2 separate regions of the Mus musculus genome follow, and region 2 is linked to region 1. The links are chromatin contacts, called in public HiChIP or PLAC-seq maps. All regions are on one chromosome and are shown on one strand. Each heading gives the region's core, a stretch centred on a gene start, on an enhancer-like site or on the middle of the called end of the contact. The rest is flanking DNA. Distances are from core to core; before and after follow the strand shown.

What was found. HiChIP or PLAC-seq counts read pairs in DNA pulled down with a chosen protein or histone mark.
Region 2: a contact with region 1 is called in an H3K27ac HiChIP or PLAC-seq map of heart atrium, with 6 read pairs. The contact joins two enhancer-like sites. A contact is called at or near these places in 1 of 15 datasets of contacts at CTCF or cohesin (CD8 T cells), 7 of 484 Hi-C or Micro-C datasets (the C2C12 cell line, Th2 cells, cardiomyocytes and 4 more) and 5 of 115 datasets of contacts at active chromatin or transcription factors (cardiomyocytes, differentiating embryonic stem cells, embryonic stem cells and 2 more).

What each region holds. Positions count from the first base shown.
Region 1 is chr13:41,642,578-41,645,595 of GRCm38.p6, reverse strand. No RefSeq gene overlaps it. Among named protein-coding and RNA genes, the nearest start is that of Gm5082, 4.8 kb to the left of the region's middle. RefSeq lists an enhancer at 913-2,384. Within about 2 kb of position 1,680, at least 64 of the 459 cell types and tissues checked have an H3K27ac peak or open chromatin away from gene starts, as enhancers often do. A contact at or near this core is called in heart atrium, where this site is marked.
Region 2 is chr13:41,728,125-41,731,100 of GRCm38.p6, reverse strand. No RefSeq gene overlaps it. Among named protein-coding and RNA genes, the nearest start is that of Gm40925, 53 kb to the right of the region's middle. Within about 2 kb of position 1,255, at least 5 of the 459 cell types and tissues checked have an H3K27ac peak or open chromatin away from gene starts, as enhancers often do. A contact at or near this core is called in heart atrium, where this site is marked.

The DNA.
Region 1 (3,018 bases), core at 431-2,930:
CCACTACTGTGACAGTCAAAGGATCCTTTAGTTCTTTGGTCTATGCTGAACTCAAAATAACCACAAAGACTAGTTCCGACTTAGTGATTTTATTTTTCTGATCCAGCTAGCCAGTGCTACACATTGAATCAGCGAAGAATTAAGAGTCTGGAACCCATACAGGTTTTATTTATGAAGGAAAACAGTCTGGTTAGTTAAGGCCTTGAATAAATACAGGGATACTTTTACAAGTCCACGACACTGCTGTGTAACCATTATGATGAAGGGACTGGGTAACTGCCCCACCCCTAGCACGATCAAACAGAATTCCACCAGAGTCTCAGGTAGGCCTTTCTGCTTTCTTTACAAAGTGTTAAGATGAAGCTTAACATGTAGAAGAGCTGGACTCAGGCTGTCCAGGAAATAATCCATGCCCAAAGAACCCACTGGCCCCCGAGGCTTACCAGAGTCCAGACAAGGGCTGCTGTAGTCACTGTAGGGTGGCCCTCAGAACAGACTTTGTTTAACCAGCTGCCCAAGTTCCATGAAAGACCTTTGTTTAACGAGTAAATGTATTCTGGACAGAAAAGCAGGAACAAAACACACATTGGGGTCTATCCCCATGGAAGAATGCTTTCCTGGTGTGCACAAAACCCTGGGTTGCAACCCAAACAGGACCAACAAATTCCCTAAATAAACAACAATAATGCTTCCCGAGTCATATCAGACTGGGAAGATAAAATGAAGCACGTTGGAGAGGTTTGACATTGAAGGTTGGGAAACAGCAGAATTACTGCTCTGCCAATAATAGCAGCTTTTATATTTCTCTAGGCACACATGAGAACAAACACACACACACACACACACACCACGGGGGTGGGGTGGGGGAGAGAGAGGTTATGATTTAAATTTGAATTTCTCTTGCCTTCTCATTGACCTTGAAAACCCAAGTAGCTCAAATTACACATGTTTGAACTGAGAATCGTAGACACTAACGTTTCAAACATAGTACTGGTGTTGAGGGTACAGTGAGGGTTACGGCTGAAGCTTAGGTTAGCGTTGAGTTCACAGTGACAGCTCAGTCCCAGTCCAGGGATGTAAGAGAATGCACCTGTTCAGATGGTGTGACACAAACCACGGCAGCTCAACCTCTGAGAAGAGAAGGAGAGTTCATTTACTTTGGGGAAGTAGACAAGACATTAGGTTTAAAATGGAGTCTCATGTACACAGAGGTCAGTCCAGAAAGATGACCAGGTCTCTCCTTAGGGACAAATCCCACCCATTTCTGTAGGGTGCCCTGCTACCTTCTTGTATCGCTGTTTGGAATCACCCAATGGCACTAGTCCCAACATAAAGGGACAAGGAAGGAAGAGCAGGCTTATGAAAACTCTCAGGTCCTCTTCTCAAGGTGTCCTGACCACAGCTGGAAGCGCCTTCCGTGTTTGTCTGCACAGTCCCTACAGAGGTCAGAGCACACTGGGTAATGTGCTGTGTGCTTTTCAAGTCAAAAAAGCTATGGACATAAAAGCACCTGCCCTTCGGGGGTCCGAGCTATAGTTATTTCTGTACAACAATACACAAAGCCAACAGCAACAGGATCTGAGGTGGCTGGTGACCTGGTGGCACAGCTGACAGGCGCGTCATGCCTGTCCTTCAGAGGACCTCACTAAAGTCACTGCTGTGGCTTCCTCAGCATGGACATATTTGGTCTAGGGAATGCAAGGAATTTGCTGGCTGAGCAAGTTCATCCATTCTGCTTTGTAAGGCTCCTCTCCATAACTGTTTCTAAAAAAAGAAAGAAAAAAAATCCCCCAGCGGGCTCTGTCGCCAGAGTAGCACCCTGGTCAAGGGGACAGTTTAAGTTTGAAAGAAATTTCTCAACATGCACTGTACCTACTCCCCAACACTGAATCTGGTTCTTGCTTTGTTCATTACCACTCCCTAGAATTACTGTCTGTCTGTCTGTCCTGAAGACAGATAAATGGATGACAGAGGAAGCAGAATTATAGGTTGAATATAGAAATTATTCTGGGTTTACTGGTGTTTAAACAGAGTCACAGAAACTGATCATGGCCATGTTAAAGCAATGGGTGGCAGACCAGGACCTGATAGGCAACGGTCATAGTGCCTTAAGGTTGTGGAATATTTGTAGTAGGCTTCGTCCCCTAGACACTATGTAACTGACACTTGCTACGTACTATACTCAATTTGATAAAGTATCACTAGGCAATAAGTATTTGAATTAAAAAATACATAAATCAAGGCCAGGCTAGTGACATAGTTTAAAAAAAAATCACATTATTACAACTAATGTGAAATTTTCTATTTGGAAACAACCCTCAACAGTGTATCTTAAACATTCTTAAGAAGTAAAAATTGACCAACAATGGCATGCAGAAACCATGCTTTTTCTCACGTTTAATTTACTTACGTATGTGTTAAACAAAAAATTAGCCGTGTCTTAAGGGAATAAGCCCAAAAGGACAAACTAAATTAATCTGGATGCCCAAGTAGAAAAAGGTGGAACAACTCTGCCATCTAGTGGCAAAATATGGCCTGGCAACTAAACCAGCCAACCCAATTCCCTTCTATAAATTCTCCTCAGGACTATGAGCCCAAGACTGGCTCTGGTAACAAAAAAATAACGAAAACTTCAGTGCACGTAGACAGTCCTAAGAGGTAGAGATGTTTCTCAAGTGTTTCTGGAGGTAGATCCAACTTCCGTCTGAGAGATCCACCATGGGGTTTGATTTCCTTCATTGTTCCTAAAAACACAGACCTTGTTCATCCCTAACTTAGGCGTGCGTGCCCATTCAGTGACAGTGAGTCTGAGCTGGTCTCTCCTGCCTGAGCAGGACTTGTCCTCCACTAGGTGGCTTGGAAGAGGACTCAAGTGTCTTTTTTTCTGGGTTTTCTTTGTCTCTGATCTTGTCTGAAATTTAGGGTCTTCTCACAATGCTCAGCGGATATAAAATATTTAAGGATACTTACCCGTTTCAAAAACATTTCAAAATATTACTCTGAGCCCAAGAAAGATGA
Region 2 (2,976 bases), core at 6-2,505, 86 kb before region 1:
AAAATGCTAACAATCTTATGGTTATTTATCAGGACACATTTCCGTAGCTGCTACGATCAAGTATGACTTAATTAATTCACCATCAGTATATGAAGTATATGAATCTTCTTGCTTGTTTGCTTGCTTGCTTGGAAGCTACAGTGTCCTTTCATTTGATAAGAACATTATACATACATACACACACACACACACACACACACATATGTGTGTGTATATATATATAATGTAATAAATAAAATGTAGTGGTTAATTTCCAGAATAAAAGTCCCTTGAGTCTTCTTAGGTTCAGCTACAGATGAGTAGAACACACTGAAGCCTGCTGATCTACCACCCCACCCCACCCCAAACTAGAAGTTTAGAATAGAAAATTGCTAAGAACCAAACTGGTCTAATGACCTGAAGATGTGACCAGGTCATACACCTGGAGTTCCAAGTTTCTCACACATCCTTTGTCATGCCTTAAAGGCATACACACAAATTTCACTTTTCTCATGTTTCTGATCATGACCTGACTGTGTTATCAATAAAAAAAAATCTTTATAGTGTAGTGATAGGTATGACACTCAAAACACTGTTGAGAGATCACACATGTATCCTGATAATCTGCAGCATGTTTAGCAATACCATATAAGCATAAGGCGCAGTGTCCCATCTCTTCATCTGCTCAGTCAACCTTTATGGTGTCATGAAATCACATAGACCAAACATTCCAACTGAGTATGAAGTTCTCCAATAAAACTTTATAGATATTGTAGTAGTTTGAATGAAAATGACCCCCCCGTAGGCTCATAGGGAGTCGCAATATTAACTGGCCTTGTCGGAGCGGGTGTTGCCTTCTTGGAGTGGGTGTTGCCTTCTTGGAGTGGGTGTTGCCTTCTTGGAGTGGGTGTGACCTTGTTGGAGTGGGTGTGGCCTTGTTGGGGTAGGTGATCTTTCAGAAATTACCTAAAAGCAACATGCAGAAAAATAAGCTAGTTGGTGAGAATGCTGTGGAGTTCTGCGTTTTCACAGCCAGTTGCTCAAAAACCCAGCACAGGGCAATGTTTTCACTGAGTTTGCTTCTGTCCCTTTCTGCAGGTACCTTGCTGGTAGTCTCTGTCCCCATCCCATGTCATCAGGCAGGCAGGCCTCTGGCCTCTCTTCTCTTCCCTTCCAGCACCCATGAGATCACAGCGCTGTCCATATATAGGACAATTGCTAAAATAGCAACTGAGGTGAGACAGAACGCTAGCAGCCAAGAAGTAAATGCTTTCGTCCATGTGCTTAAAAATAACCAGCACGGATGACATCATGGGAAAAATCCAGATAAGACTGCGCTTGCCCAATGTGAGATCACCGGGCTTATCTCTTGGATGCGCCTCTTTGTACCACAACCACTGAAAGCAAGACCTGCACTCCTAGTCTATTCTCTCTGAAGCACATGAGAATTTTCATTTAGCGACCAGCATTACCTACTCTAGGCCCATGACAGCTTTGAACTTTTAAGAGAAAAACACTAAGGTGACAGCAGTTTGTGCAACCACTTGGCATTTTCGACGCAAACAAAAATCTTAAGGCTTTGTTTCTTGAAGAAAGTTGTGCAAGCTTTTACTGGGGGAAGAAATTAACAAAGACAGAAAAGAACTAACAGTTACCCCATCTCCACCCTACCTCATTTAATAATGAACATCAAGAACAGTCAGGTTAGAATGCAAACTAAAAGTATTCCAAGGGTAAACCAGGGGCCCAAATTTTCAGCAGGAAGATGAAAGATCCAAATAATATGTAGGAGGAGCATGGTTGACGCAGGATGAGACTGGGCCATTTTTGCTGACTCAAGGTTCCTGTGCTTGCCTTGAAATGGCTGTCTGTATCTTCCCATAGTGTTGTCTGTCAGGGAGCCATGCCGTGGACTTTGCCAGAATCCTTGATTGGATCCTATTATGCCGGTCATCACAGTATCATATAGAAGTGTGAGTCTTAATTCCTTCATTGTAAGCTTCTTGAGAGCAGAGACTGTTGGTTTTCTGTTTGTTTGGGGATTATTTTATTTATTTTTATTTTTAATAAACGAGTCTTACAGAATCTACCATTGGAACATAATATCAATGACCAAAGTGGCATGTACCATAGCTTTTAGGTATAAAACTCAGTACTGTGTACTTTTGTGTAAGCCCTAATGAAGTTTGTTAAAATTGAAGTTTGATTTATATAATACTAAAATGAAGTTGTGTGAGACTGTGTAGTCATAAGCTTGAGTCTTCTGGAATAAGATTAGGCTGAGAGCTTGCTCTTACTCTCCCCTGAATAATCTTGACCCATTTCTTTAAGTGTTGTACACCTCTGCTTTCTCATCTACAAAATGGGGATTTGATGAACACTGGATTAGTAGAGAAATATTATGAGAAATAAAGGACTTAGAATACATAAAACCCCAAAGTCTGCACAGTGTTACTATCTTAATTATGCTACCGTTGGCAGTATAAAATAACGCCATATTAGGCGATGATGGCAGATCTGTACCTGGACTCACAAAGCAGTGATAGGCTAGTAGACATTCCCCCAACAGTGAAAAGATTATCAACACAGAATGCGTCAACAACTTCACGTCTTAGTTTTACAAACACCAGAAATGGGAGAAAGATGCAAAGGGCAGTTCACACCAGCGGAAACTCAGACAGTGTACACAAACTCACATTCACAATTCACTAATCAATTCATTCATTCATTTTCCTTTATGTTTGCTGTTTCTTTGTGCAGGGCTGGAGCATGTTGTTTAATTAATTAACAATATCAAACAATACTAAATAATATATTAGTCAGTATTAGCAATCACAATGTATTAATGATATGTTAATAATTGATATAATTAACATTAAACAATGTTAAATAATGTATTAATTAATTAAATGGTATACTTCAGCCCTGCAAAAAGAAACAGAAAACAGAAAGTCAACTTTAGGTAGTAAATTTTTTGAACAATGCCAAATTGGCGCA